Linked DNA regions of Mus musculus: region 1 is linked to region 2. The links are chromatin contacts, called in public promoter capture Hi-C maps. All regions are on one chromosome and are shown on one strand. The core of a region is the stretch at or near the end of the contact, and the rest is flanking DNA. Distances in the headings are between cores, read along the strand shown. Region 1 has its middle 41 kb from the start of A630075F10Rik. Region 2 holds the start of Zfp64 (zinc finger protein 64).

Evidence for each region. Promoter capture Hi-C pulls out the DNA fragments that hold promoters and counts their contacts.
Region 1: a contact with region 2 is called in a promoter capture Hi-C map of liver, with 4 times the contacts expected there. The contact joins the enhancer-like site here to the promoter of Zfp64 in region 2. A contact is called at or near these places in 4 of 39 promoter capture datasets (3T3-L1-derived adipocytes, embryonic stem cells, hippocampal neurons and 1 more), 8 of 115 datasets of contacts at active chromatin or transcription factors (T-cell acute lymphoblastic leukemia, astrocytes, embryonic forebrain and 3 more) and 1 of 9 other capture datasets (embryonic stem cells).

Annotation. Positions count from the first base shown.
Region 1 is chr2:170,028,032-170,030,731 of GRCm38.p6, reverse strand. It overlaps a transcript of Tshz2 not described here. Among named protein-coding and RNA genes, the nearest start is that of A630075F10Rik, 41 kb to the left of the region's middle. Within about 2 kb of position 1,256, at least 13 of the 459 cell types and tissues checked have an H3K27ac peak or open chromatin away from gene starts, as enhancers often do. A contact at or near this core is called in liver, where this site is marked.
Region 2 is chr2:168,954,292-168,956,991 of GRCm38.p6, reverse strand. It overlaps Zfp64 (zinc finger protein 64), which reads left to right and starts at 1,405. Exons shown (of 6, transcript NM_009564.2): 1 at 1,405-1,873. The coding sequence starts at 1,828. It overlaps Gm39993 (a long non-coding RNA gene), which reads right to left and starts at 909. Exons shown (of 2, transcript XR_867023.3): 1 at 346-909.

The sequences.
Region 1 (2,700 bases), core at 7-2,506, 1.1 Mb before region 2:
AGTTCGAGGCCAGCCTGGTCTACAGAGTGAGTTCCAGGACAGCCAGGGCTACACAGAACAACCCTGTCTCAAAAAAAACAAAAAACAAAAAAAAAAAAAAACAAAAAACAAACAAACAAACAAAACAGCCACTTTTAATTGTGTGTGTGTGTGTGCATGTGTGTGTGTGTGCATGTGTGTGTGTGTGTGTGTGTATACACTCGGGCACACATGAGTGTAGGAGCAAGCTGGAGGCGTCTAGAAGAGAGCGATGGATTCCCCAGAGCTGGAGTTACAGGTGACTGTGAGCTAAGCATCGTGAGTGCCAGGACCTGAACCCTGGTCCTTGCAGAAGCAGCAAGTGCTGGGAAGCGCTGAGCCATCTCTCCAGACTTTATGCATATATTTTAAATTAATACCCTATTTCCTGTGTGAATTCTTTTTGGAGGCCTTTCCTGAGCAGTGCTCTTCCGGGAGTCACTTATACTAGAACTGATCAACTGGGGTGACTTGGGCTGTCAGAGAACAGTGAAAGTTGTCTGGGGGATATTTAGGTCCCACCTGAGATCCTGCTGGTACTGGATTCTGGTGGGAAGGGGTCAGAAGAGATGCTAAAGGTCCTAAGACATACAAGATGGAGCCACCGCAGAGATTTATCCAGCCAAATGTCAGTGGGTGGCAAGTTGAGGAACCCTGACACACACACACACACACACACACACACACACACACACACACACACACACACAGAGGAAGAGAGAGAGAGAGAGAGAGAGAGAGAGAGAGAGAGAGAGAGAGAGAGAGAGAGAGAGAGAGCTGAGAGAGCTCAAAGACAAATACACCATTATAAAAATGGCTGTTCAAGTACCTTCTGAATCTCTTGCTATCAAGGCTAAGGTCACCATGTGGTGCTGGGACCCTCCTCAATAGTTTTCTTAAGGACGCTTCCTCCTCAGCAGCTCAGCAGAAGCAAGTTAGAGGCGGCTGGCTATTTCTCTCATCGTTTAGGGATAAGAAAGAAATGTCTTCAGAAACTGAACACCATTTGGGGAAGGAAACAGATGCCAACAATTGCAGTTGGCTCACCCGTGTACCAATGACACATCCCCAGAGCCTTGAACGGAAGGGTTTTGAGATGGGGTGGGGCCTGGGGTAGCAGGCCTCCCCTCCCCACTTTTTGAATACACTTTGGAATTTCTGAAAGCCACAGGCACCAGGCTGAAGGGGCGAGTTGGGCGAAGGTTGTATTCAGGGCAGGTGCTTCTAGCAGGTGACCTTCCACGGACGTTGACAGGATGAGTCAATGCTAAACTTTGAACTGTGGTTTTGCCAAACTTAGCTGTTCCTATTGCTTAATTTGGACTCAGAAAAGGGTGTTCTTGCCTCCTACCCCCTTAGCCTCTCATCCAAGCTCGGTTAGCATGTGGAATCCCTTCTCTAGGGACACCTACTTTCTCAAGTTCAAGACCGGTGGTGTTTAAGCACACAAAGGTGGGTGGTGGGGGTGTGGATCTGACAGGCAACTGAGAAGGGCCGGGGTGTTGAGTATGGGTGTGTGTGGTTGTGTGGGGCGTGTGCGTATAAAAGCCACACCTTGGCGGCTCTCTACAAAGGTTTGATTCTCTTCCTGAGTGTGATCCGCCAGCCCCTAATGAAGGGTTAATTTCACAGCTCGCCGCTTCATCTAGCATAATATCCATTCAGACTAATTAAATCTGTCTAATAATGTGAGTGTCTTTGTCTCTGTCCTCCCCTTCTTTGTGCTACACCCTTCACATCTCATCGCCACAACCGCACGCCATCACACTCGACTTGACAAGCCGAATCCCATCCCTAAAATTAAAACATTCCTGACCTATCTGCAGTGACAAGCCAGACGAGCTCCACGGAGCTCCGGCCCATGAAGGCAGCTGACACATTTGTTTTTAATTTCAAAAGAGTAGAAAGTGAAGATCTGACCCCGTCAATCAAGCCCCGTGACAAGTTTAATCATTGGTGCCCCACAAAAATCACGGCTAAATAGGAATGCAAATACTGTATCACAGGGCTCTTATATATGCTAATCAAGGATAAGTAATCAACTGACAATTTCACCGATCTCCTTTCTGAAGAAGTCACTCAGTGCTCTGTCTCTGGGCCACAAAGAAGAGTGTGTGTTTGTGGGGGGCGGCGGCGGCGGGGGGGGGGGGGGAGACAAAGAGGAGACTCTACACCCCCAGTCAGCAATCTTTCTTTTATTTCCTCTTCTAGGACATTTCTATTTTAAAGAGAGAATTCACTCTTTTGATCCCCCCACCCCCTTGAACTTTAAAGCAAAGAACGCATACAGTCACATGCCAATTGCACTTTATTATCCGTGGCCAGGCCGGGCAGTGAACGCACCGAAACTTCCGCTAAAATAAAAATCATCATTTGTCTTTGTCATTAATCTGTTCTCAAATTCTCTCATATCTTAAAAAGTGACTGACCTCTGCAAGGGGAGGTGGGGAGAAAAGTTTTTTAAGCTGTTGAAAAAAAAAACTGAAAATGGAGATTTTTCATAACTTAAAAGACAATGAAGCAGAATTCAAAACCAAAACCAAAACAAGCCACGGACCCGCTGTTGATGAGCATGTGGCCATTTGGTTTTGTTTTTATTTTATTTTACGTGTATGGGCTTTGCCTGGCTGAATGGCTGCGTGACATGTGCATGCAGTGCCCACAGAGGCCAGAAGAGGGTGC
Region 2 (2,700 bases), core at 156-2,655:
CCTCCTGGGACTAGCTCACAACTGCCTCTTATAGCTTCTCCTGTGACCCTGTCAAATAACCCTCCCTCCCCATTCACCAAATTCACTGAGCCTGGGGTCACTCTGACTCCCTTTTTTCATATCATCCTCTTTGGTGTGACAAACTGTCTTATGGCACCTGGGACACGTTCCCTAGACTGCAACAAAACCGTAACCTTGCTACCTCATCTCAGCCCCAGTGCCTGCCCGTTCATATCCCCTCGATTCTTTGTGGCACTCTGGCCTACCACCCTAGTTGGTCAGGAGTTTGCATGCTAATATTTCTCTTCCCCAAGTTGGGGGTGACACACGGAGAAGAGCTCTTACCAATTCCTGTTGCACGCAATAGCTGCCAGACATGATGAAAGGGCAGTTCAAATCTTGCCCCTCCTGGCTGTCATCGAACCCTCTTTTATCAATTTCTTCTCCTCTGGCATTTCTTCAACAACAAACTCAAAAAACTCTCTAATCAAACAACTAATTTACTGTTACGGGACTACGGGCTGCTAGCCACAAAGCCTGAGTCTCATGGTTACGGAGTGTGCCCTGATGGTGAGGATCAGCAATGCCCGAACATGCGACAACCCCGGACAACAGGAAATAGTCCAAATTGCTCTCCGGCCTCAACATCACCCCTTCTTAGTTCCTCCTCTTTTATATTGAACGAAAGGGAGGGATGGTAGTTACTAGACATCTTCCACAACCTACCCAGGGACCCTGAGACGGCAATTACGTCATCAGTAGGAGCCAAGTTGAGCCACATTCCTCCCCTGCGCATGTGCTATAGTCCCTAAAAGGCGGACTTTCTTCCCGCCTCTTTTTGATCAACGCCCTTGCTCACCTCCACCCTTCCCAGAGGCAGCCACTCTAAGCCCCTCCCCAATAAACCTCTCAGAGTCTGACCCTTGGAGTGACTTTGTGGCTTAGATCATAACAGGAAATAAAAAGGGGCTGTGGAACCTTCTGGGTAAGCTCAAGGTTAGAGCTAAGGTCAGTTCTTCAGTGCAGGATTCTCGGGGAAGAGTTGCAAATAGTTGTGAGTCACCTAATGTGGGCGCTGGGATTCGTTGCAAGAGCAGCACAGACTCTTAGCCACTATGCCTTCTTTCCAGTTCACCATCCCCAAGCAATTCTAACAAACCCTCCATGCTGCGTGAAATACTGAAGCCCCCGTGGAGCAGAGCCCCAATGAATTCTCCCATCTACTACACACTAATCTCTTTTTTTTTTTTTTTTAAGTTACTTATATTGTACATGCAGATGCTTGAGTCTGTTTCCACCATGTGAGCTGGCTGGCAGGAAACCAGGCTTGGTGACGTGTGCCCTACCCCTGCTGAGCCATCTCACCGGCTCAACCCAGCAGCAGGGCAAAGGCCCCGCCCCGGTGTTACGCTGCCGGATCTGCCCTAGGGGAGCACCCCGGGATTTGGGGCTCCACTCTCCCAGGCCGGCAGCGCATCCTCCTGGCATCTGCGAAGGAATGAGCGTCTCCAGGAGGGCAAGATGCAAAGGCGCAAGGCGACCACAGAGTCCCTGGCATGCCTGGGATAGGGTGGAGGGATCGGTGTACTCGGGTCTTAGACTCCACGACCTTTCCCGGTTCCTCGGGAGAGCACCGCCTGGGAGTCGGGCTGGGTGCAAGGGGCCAGCGCCCTCTAGGCAGCGGAAGTGGCGCTGGTTGTACATCCGTCCCCGCCTCACAGAGTTGGGAGAAGACTGGCTGGTGCGGGAAATATGCAGGAGAAAAGTCTTTGCATAATGTAGAGCGAGCCGTGGGGCTCCGGGAGCGGCGCCCCAAGGTCTGGGGCCATGAACGCGAGCGTGGAAGGAGACACCTTTTCTGGATCGATGCAAAGTAAGTACTGAACAGACGCAGCTGGGGCCTGGCCCGGACAGAGCCAGCAGGCCCCGGGATCGGGGTGACGGCGCACCTTGCATGCCTGTCCCCGCCAGCCCAGTCGGCGTGTCAGGTCGGGAGCCGCCTGGAACTCTTGCAGTACCCCAGGGGAGGCAAGACCAGGGGAGGCCACGCGGCGAGGAGACTGTCACCACCTCCCCTGCCCCGCCGGGTGGAGTTTGGGGCGCAGAGGAGAGGAGAAAGTGGGGTGATCCAGGCCAACTGGTAGGGAAACTTCTGCTTCAGTGGCTCAGGTTGGAGCATCCCTGAGGGGCTCGCGGACAGGTTTGCAGAGCCATCCTGGCACTCAGGGTAGGGGATGATATGGGTGTGAAAGACCTGGCTGGGGGTGACTTGCAGTGAGTTTGAGGTTCTGCTATTTTCCTGACATCCTATAAGCTATTGCTATCTCCATGTGCCTTTGTTCCCCAAAGTACGGGCCACGGACTGAACCGTGGACCGGCCACCTGGAGCGCATGTGTTCAAAACAGGCTGCTTGGTCCATCCCCTGCAGGTCTCCGAGGGAGGGTGGGGCCGGAATCCCAGGTCTTTCCTTGTGCCTGGAGCCTCAGATGTTTGAAAAGCTGTGGACAAGGTTCGCAAACACCTGAGTCACTTTGCTAACTGCAGATATTATAGCCATTGGCTCCCCAAACTTGCCTGAGTGTCCTCTGAACTCTAAACCCAGTCCCCACCCACCCCATGTGTCTCAGTGTCTTCCAGTGCTGTGGACTTCGGGTTGTGTTTTAAAGAGGGACGACCCCACCAGATGACTTACTCTGGAA